2 separate regions of the Zea mays genome follow, and region 2 is linked to region 1. The links are chromatin contacts, called in public Hi-C maps. All regions are on one chromosome and are shown on one strand. The core of a region is the stretch at or near the end of the contact, and the rest is flanking DNA. Distances in the headings are between cores, read along the strand shown.

Region 1 (2,700 bases), core at 78-2,577:
AAATTTGATTAAGCCTGAGATACTTTGGCTCTACACAAGAGTTGGAATAGCGTATTATTATATATAGTGCAATATGTATATACTTCATAATAAGATAGGAGTACGTTGTCGTAGCATGCAGCAACCTAGCTAATAAGTAGAGAGAGATATATATACTCACGGCATATAGGATGGTGAAGAGCTCGGATCCGGAGTGGAACTTCCATGCGTCGGCGTCCCTCTCCATGAAGGCGGCGATGATGAGGAACTGGATGACGCCGAAGAAGCAGGTGTAGGAGGTGACGGACAGCCGTGCCGGGTACTTCTTCAGCACGGGAGCCTGCAGCACCAGCCAGCCGGACCACGACAGGCAGTGCCCGATCAGGTACACGCAACCCAGCGTCCAGTTCTTGTCGCCGGCCACCGCCTTGCTGGTTGACGCCAGCTCGAGGCCGCCGCCGCCGCCGGGACCGAAGATGGTGGGGCCCTTGTAGAGCGTGATGACGGATGCCCCCGCCACGCACGCCAGCGTGCCCGCCACCTTGGCTACGCCGTCGCGGCGGTCCAGCCGGACCTTCTCGATCCGCAGCGCCGCGGCCATGGCGAAGGTGATGGCCGGGACCGAGTTCTGGATGGCGGACGCGAACGTCGGCGACGTGTTGTCCAGGCCCAGGAGGTAAAACCCTTGGTTCGCCGTGATGCTGATGATGACAACAAGCATGCATGCGTGCATAATTACTACGATTTACTGTATCAGTCATGCATGATGGGCATGCATGCATATGTTGGTGTCGGTAGCTTACCCGCAGAGCGCGAGAAAGAAAAACTGGACGACGAAGTTGAGGGTCAGCTGCGGCCTGTCTTTCCTGCAGCAGGGGCCGGGCACGCACGCACATACGCAGGCAGTTCATATACATCATCAGCTAGCAGCAGCAGCAGCGAAATAAAAAAAAACATGCATGCAAGCAATTGTGCCAGCAGTGCGTACTTCTCTAGAAAGTAGGCGAAGGGCACGAGGAGGCAGAGCGCGATGATGTTGCGGTAGACGGGGAAGACGAGCTTGCTGATGCCCATGTTGAGCGCCAGCCGCGACACCACGTGGAAGCCCGCGTAGCCGAACTGCAGCGCCAGCATCGCAACGTGCAGCTGCGCCTTCTCCGGCATGCCGCACACCCGCCGCCCCTCCCCCGCATCTGCCATTTTGCGATCGCTAGCGGCGTTGCCTAGCCGACCGGCGACACACCCGGCTAGCCGAGCTAAGCTATAGCTTGCTCGCTAGCTAGCTAGCTAGGCCGAGATCGAAGAACAGGTGTGTGAGAGAGAGAGGAGGGGGACTATATTCAAGCAAGAGCACCAAGAGTGGGGAGTGAGTGAGCTCCGGAGGGGGTGGCTATATAAAGGGCAGCAAGTGCAAGCCAGAGTGAGAGGAGTATAGCGACCGACGGAATGTCCGAGGCCGAGGGAGAGTGGTGTTGTACTGTGAGCTCCACACTACTGCATGTGGGCCCCAAGGTTGGAGCGGCAAAAGAAAGAGAGAGAACAGAGAGGGATGTGGCTATAAATGACCAAACGGGCGGCCCGGTCCAGCCCTGACACGGTCAAACACGGCATGGTTAGGGTACGTTCCGTTTGGCCCGTTTAATAGCCGTGTCGTGCCGGCACGGCACTAGTATCTTAACCTACGCCCAAGCACGGCACTGAACCTCCTTAGCCGTGCCGTGCCGGCACGGTAGGTCCGGGCAGCCCGTACAAGAAAACGTTGAAGAAGTATCGGTAAATTTGAGAGTGTCGGCCCAGACACTCTTAATACTGTAAAAGTGTGGCTTTTTACTGTACCGAAACTCTTAAATTAAGAGTGTCGGGGTGCCGAGAAAACCCACACTATTAATTTAAGAGTGTCGGGGTACCGCGAAAGCAGCAAACTCTTATTTTTTAACCCTACCCAAACACGACTGCTCTGTCTTCCTCAGCCGCGCCGCGTCCTCACCAAAAATCCCGCGCCCGCCCATTTCTCCCCTACCGCGCCGCCGCCGTTTCTCCCTCCCGCCGCGTCGCCGTCTTCCTCTGCGTCGTCGCCTTTTGTCCCTCCCGCCGCGCCGCCCTCCCGTGCCCTCCCCCGCGCCACGCAGAGCCACCCCTCTCCCGCGCCCTGCAACTGCGCCGCGCCGCCCTCCCGTGCCTGCAGCCGCGCCGTGCCGCCCTCCCGCGCGTTGCAGCCGCGCCCTCCCCCGCGCTGCTCCTGCCGCGCCGCACCGCGCCCTCCCCCGCGCACCGTGCTTCAGCCGCGCCGCACCCTGCCGCGCGCGACCTTGCTCCACAGCCACGCCGCGCCCTCCCCCGCGCGGCTTGCTCCATAGCCGCACCGCCCCTGCACTAGCCGGGCCGCCCCACCGCCTCGCCGCCCCACCGCATCTTCACGGAGAGCGCCAAGCTACCAAACGAGGCACTGCTCGAGTGCTTTAGCGCCATGTCACAGCTGTCGCTCTTCGCGCCGCGTCGCCCCTGCACCAGCACCGCCGCGCCGCTACCGTAGCACGAGGGGCACCACGCGCTCAGGTAATCAGCTCTTAGTCTCTCAATCTCGATGTGCAATATAGATATAAATTTTATTGCTGATTGTTGATTATTTTCTTGTATATTATTGTTACTCATGGGCACTAAATTAAGTAACTGTATTAAGTAACTGAATTATGTAATTGTACTTGGTACAACGCTAAAATA
Region 2 (2,700 bases), core at 26-2,525, 190 kb after region 1:
CTTTTCCACCCACAACCACAAAGGTATTCTTGATCTGATTCGCCTCCAAGCCAGAGTGTTCTCTCCGTGTTCATCTTTTTTCCCCGCAACATGTGTATTGGCCGTAGGTATATATTAATTATTGGCTATTTTTCCTCACCTAACGTACACGGATGTTTGTATGTGCCGTTATGATGGCTTTCCAGTAATCAGTGAATTGGAGTGGCATGTACGCACTACACCAAAACCATCACTTAATTTGGTGCTTTTCACTCGATAATCTATCCTATTTAGCGATGTACAACCTCATTTAGTACCCTGATCTCTTGAGGGTTCTTTACGTGGGTTAAATAAAAAAATACAAGAGACTAGTTCTTCGTGAAGAGCTCGTCCATACACGACTTTTGATACACATTATTTACTAAATGTATTTATGATGTGATTGATTTTAAAAACACTCTATTATATAATGCAGTTCCTTATATGTCTCTTGTGCTTAGAAAACCGGTCAGAAGACTCTAGCTAGGTTGTACAAACTCTTAGTAGTGATATTTAGCATGGGTGGCTGAAGGAGGCTTTTCTATAGTTAATCACAAAATAGTATTAAATATAAACTTTGCATATGGAATTATATATGCAAATAAAGATACAGCAACCGTATCTGCCGGCCATTGTACTACAATTAATTATTCCACAGCTTTGCTCCCAATGCACTTTAGTATTATAGACATCAGGTGTCCAATTTGTGCTCTGGTTGTGCAATATATTTTAAGCACCACATCATAACCTGGGCCACGCTTTAATTCCAATTTACAAGTTATTAATTATATTATTAGTCGATCGACAGCTTTTATTTTGATTTGGCCGGCTTAAAAGTCAGGGTTCCTCAATGTGTATCCCCATCAACGATATATAATTAACTGCAGTAGCCAGCGAGTATTACCAGTAGTGATATCGACTTATATGGACTAGAGGTGCATGTTCCATTGCTGGCCATCTAAAGCAAATGGTGAGGGAGACTAAAAGCCGCGAGCATCGGAGGTGTGTATATGCAAGATACATTACGTTGCGTTGCGGGTGGAGGCGGTATCCAGGGGAACAGGTAGGTCTCCCTGTGCAACAACATGCCATGCGTGCAGCAGAGTCCAAGTGAGAGAGAGAGAGGTCAGCGAGGCGGCATCCCCTCCAACTCCGACAGCTTGGATCCATACGATTGACGGGCGACACACTGCACTGCACGACAACAGCAACAGATCCCGCCACACAGCTGAGAAAGAAGCGCGCGGCGCGGCAGCAAATCCTGACGCTGCGCTATATGGTCAAGCTGGACCACGACATGCATCGTCAGCAGCACAAGGCATGCGGGCCGACGACGGCCGAGGCAGCTAGTGCGCGCTTTCTGCATGCCGACAGAACTGAACTGGGCGAAGTGATGAACTGCTCGAACCATAGCCGGCAGGCAACGAGGCACGCACGCACAAAAGCAAGAGAAAGCATGCAGCGGCACCGGCAGTGCAGATGCTCCACGCATATATGCCCGCGCGGCTACGGACGTTCCAACGACAGTTCTTGTAGACCGATCGGACGGCCGATTTAATTCCAATAGCTTAAAAGGCCCGTCGTCGGAGGTTATAATAATGTCGGTCGGACGTCTCAAGCCATCAGACGTTAGTCTTATATCTGACGGTTTATATGACAACCGTCGAAAATAATAGGGTGTTTAGTTTGAAAAATGAGCTAGCTAGTTAATTATTTTCTCGTTCCTCAGTTTTGTATTTGGCTTGTGGAATGAAATGAGTTGATCTATCATCACTTAATTTCTCATAGTTGGTTAGTACTAATATGAAGAATGTAGTCGTCCCACTAAATTTAAATAATTGACACATGATGTACCATCTCATTTTGGATGAAGTGATCCATCAAACCAAACACCCCTGTAAGATAAGCCGTCAGATATAGAGTTCATTGCTATCATGGTACTTTTTATGTCGGTATTCTCCCTTCTAGTATTCACAACTTCACTTTCTCTATAATAGTAATCATAAGTAATTTTATTCTTCCAAATAGTACTCTGATCATTTTTCATTATTTATATTATTTTACCTTTTTCCTTACCTGGCTATTCTACCCCTGCTCATCTCCTCCAATCGAGAAGAGTCCCTTTTCAGAAGCAACATATTGCAATTGGTTCATGCATCCAAATTTTATGTCTATAGCACCATGTGGGAGCGGAAGGCCATCACTACCAGAATCGGCTGCTTTGCCGAGTGTCTGAAGCACTCAGCAAAGCCTAAAAAACACTCGGCACAGGCTTTACCGAGTGTTGCACTCGGCAAAGAGGTCTCGGTGAACAGTACATCGGCAAAGGCTTCTTTGCCGAGTACTTTTCTCGGGCACTCGGCACAGACTTTGCCGAGTGCCAGAGAGTACTCGGCAAAGAAAAGTCGCCGTCACGGTGCCAGGGTGACGGAGACGGCGTGACACTCGGCAAAAAAATTACTCTTTGCCGAGTGCATCCTAATACACTTGGCACAGAAGTTATTCTTTGTTGAGTGTCTGCCGGCCAGCACTCGGCAGAGTCTTGTCGGCGTTTCGACCCCGGAGGGTCCCTGGACCGACGAGTAAAATTGTCGCCGCGTGTCCCAGCCCAGATGGGTCGGCGCGAGACGGAGCACGAAGGGGGGAAAAAGGAGACAGGCAAAAGGGGGAAACCCGCGGCCT

What was found. A called contact is a pair of places that touch in the nucleus more often than the background predicts.
Region 2: a contact with region 1 is called in a Hi-C map of ear, with 2.4 times the contacts expected there. The contact joins the enhancer-like site here to the promoter of LOC100279417 in region 1. A contact is called at or near these places in 2 of 25 Hi-C or Micro-C datasets (ear and tassel).

The regions. Positions count from the first base shown.
Region 1 is chr4:52,773,471-52,776,170 of Zm-B73-REFERENCE-NAM-5.0, forward strand. LOC100279417 (Protein WALLS ARE THIN 1) reads right to left here and starts at 1,328. Exons shown (of 4, transcript NM_001152429.1): 1 at 968-1,328; 2 at 783-845; 3 at 161-680. The coding sequence starts at 1,179.
Region 2 is chr4:52,959,101-52,961,800 of Zm-B73-REFERENCE-NAM-5.0, forward strand. No RefSeq gene overlaps it. Among protein-coding and RNA genes, the nearest start is that of LOC100277478, 150 kb to the right of the region's middle. Within about 2 kb of position 1,276, at least 11 of the 20 cell types and tissues checked have an H3K27ac peak or open chromatin away from gene starts, as enhancers often do. A contact at or near this core is called in ear and tassel, where this site is marked.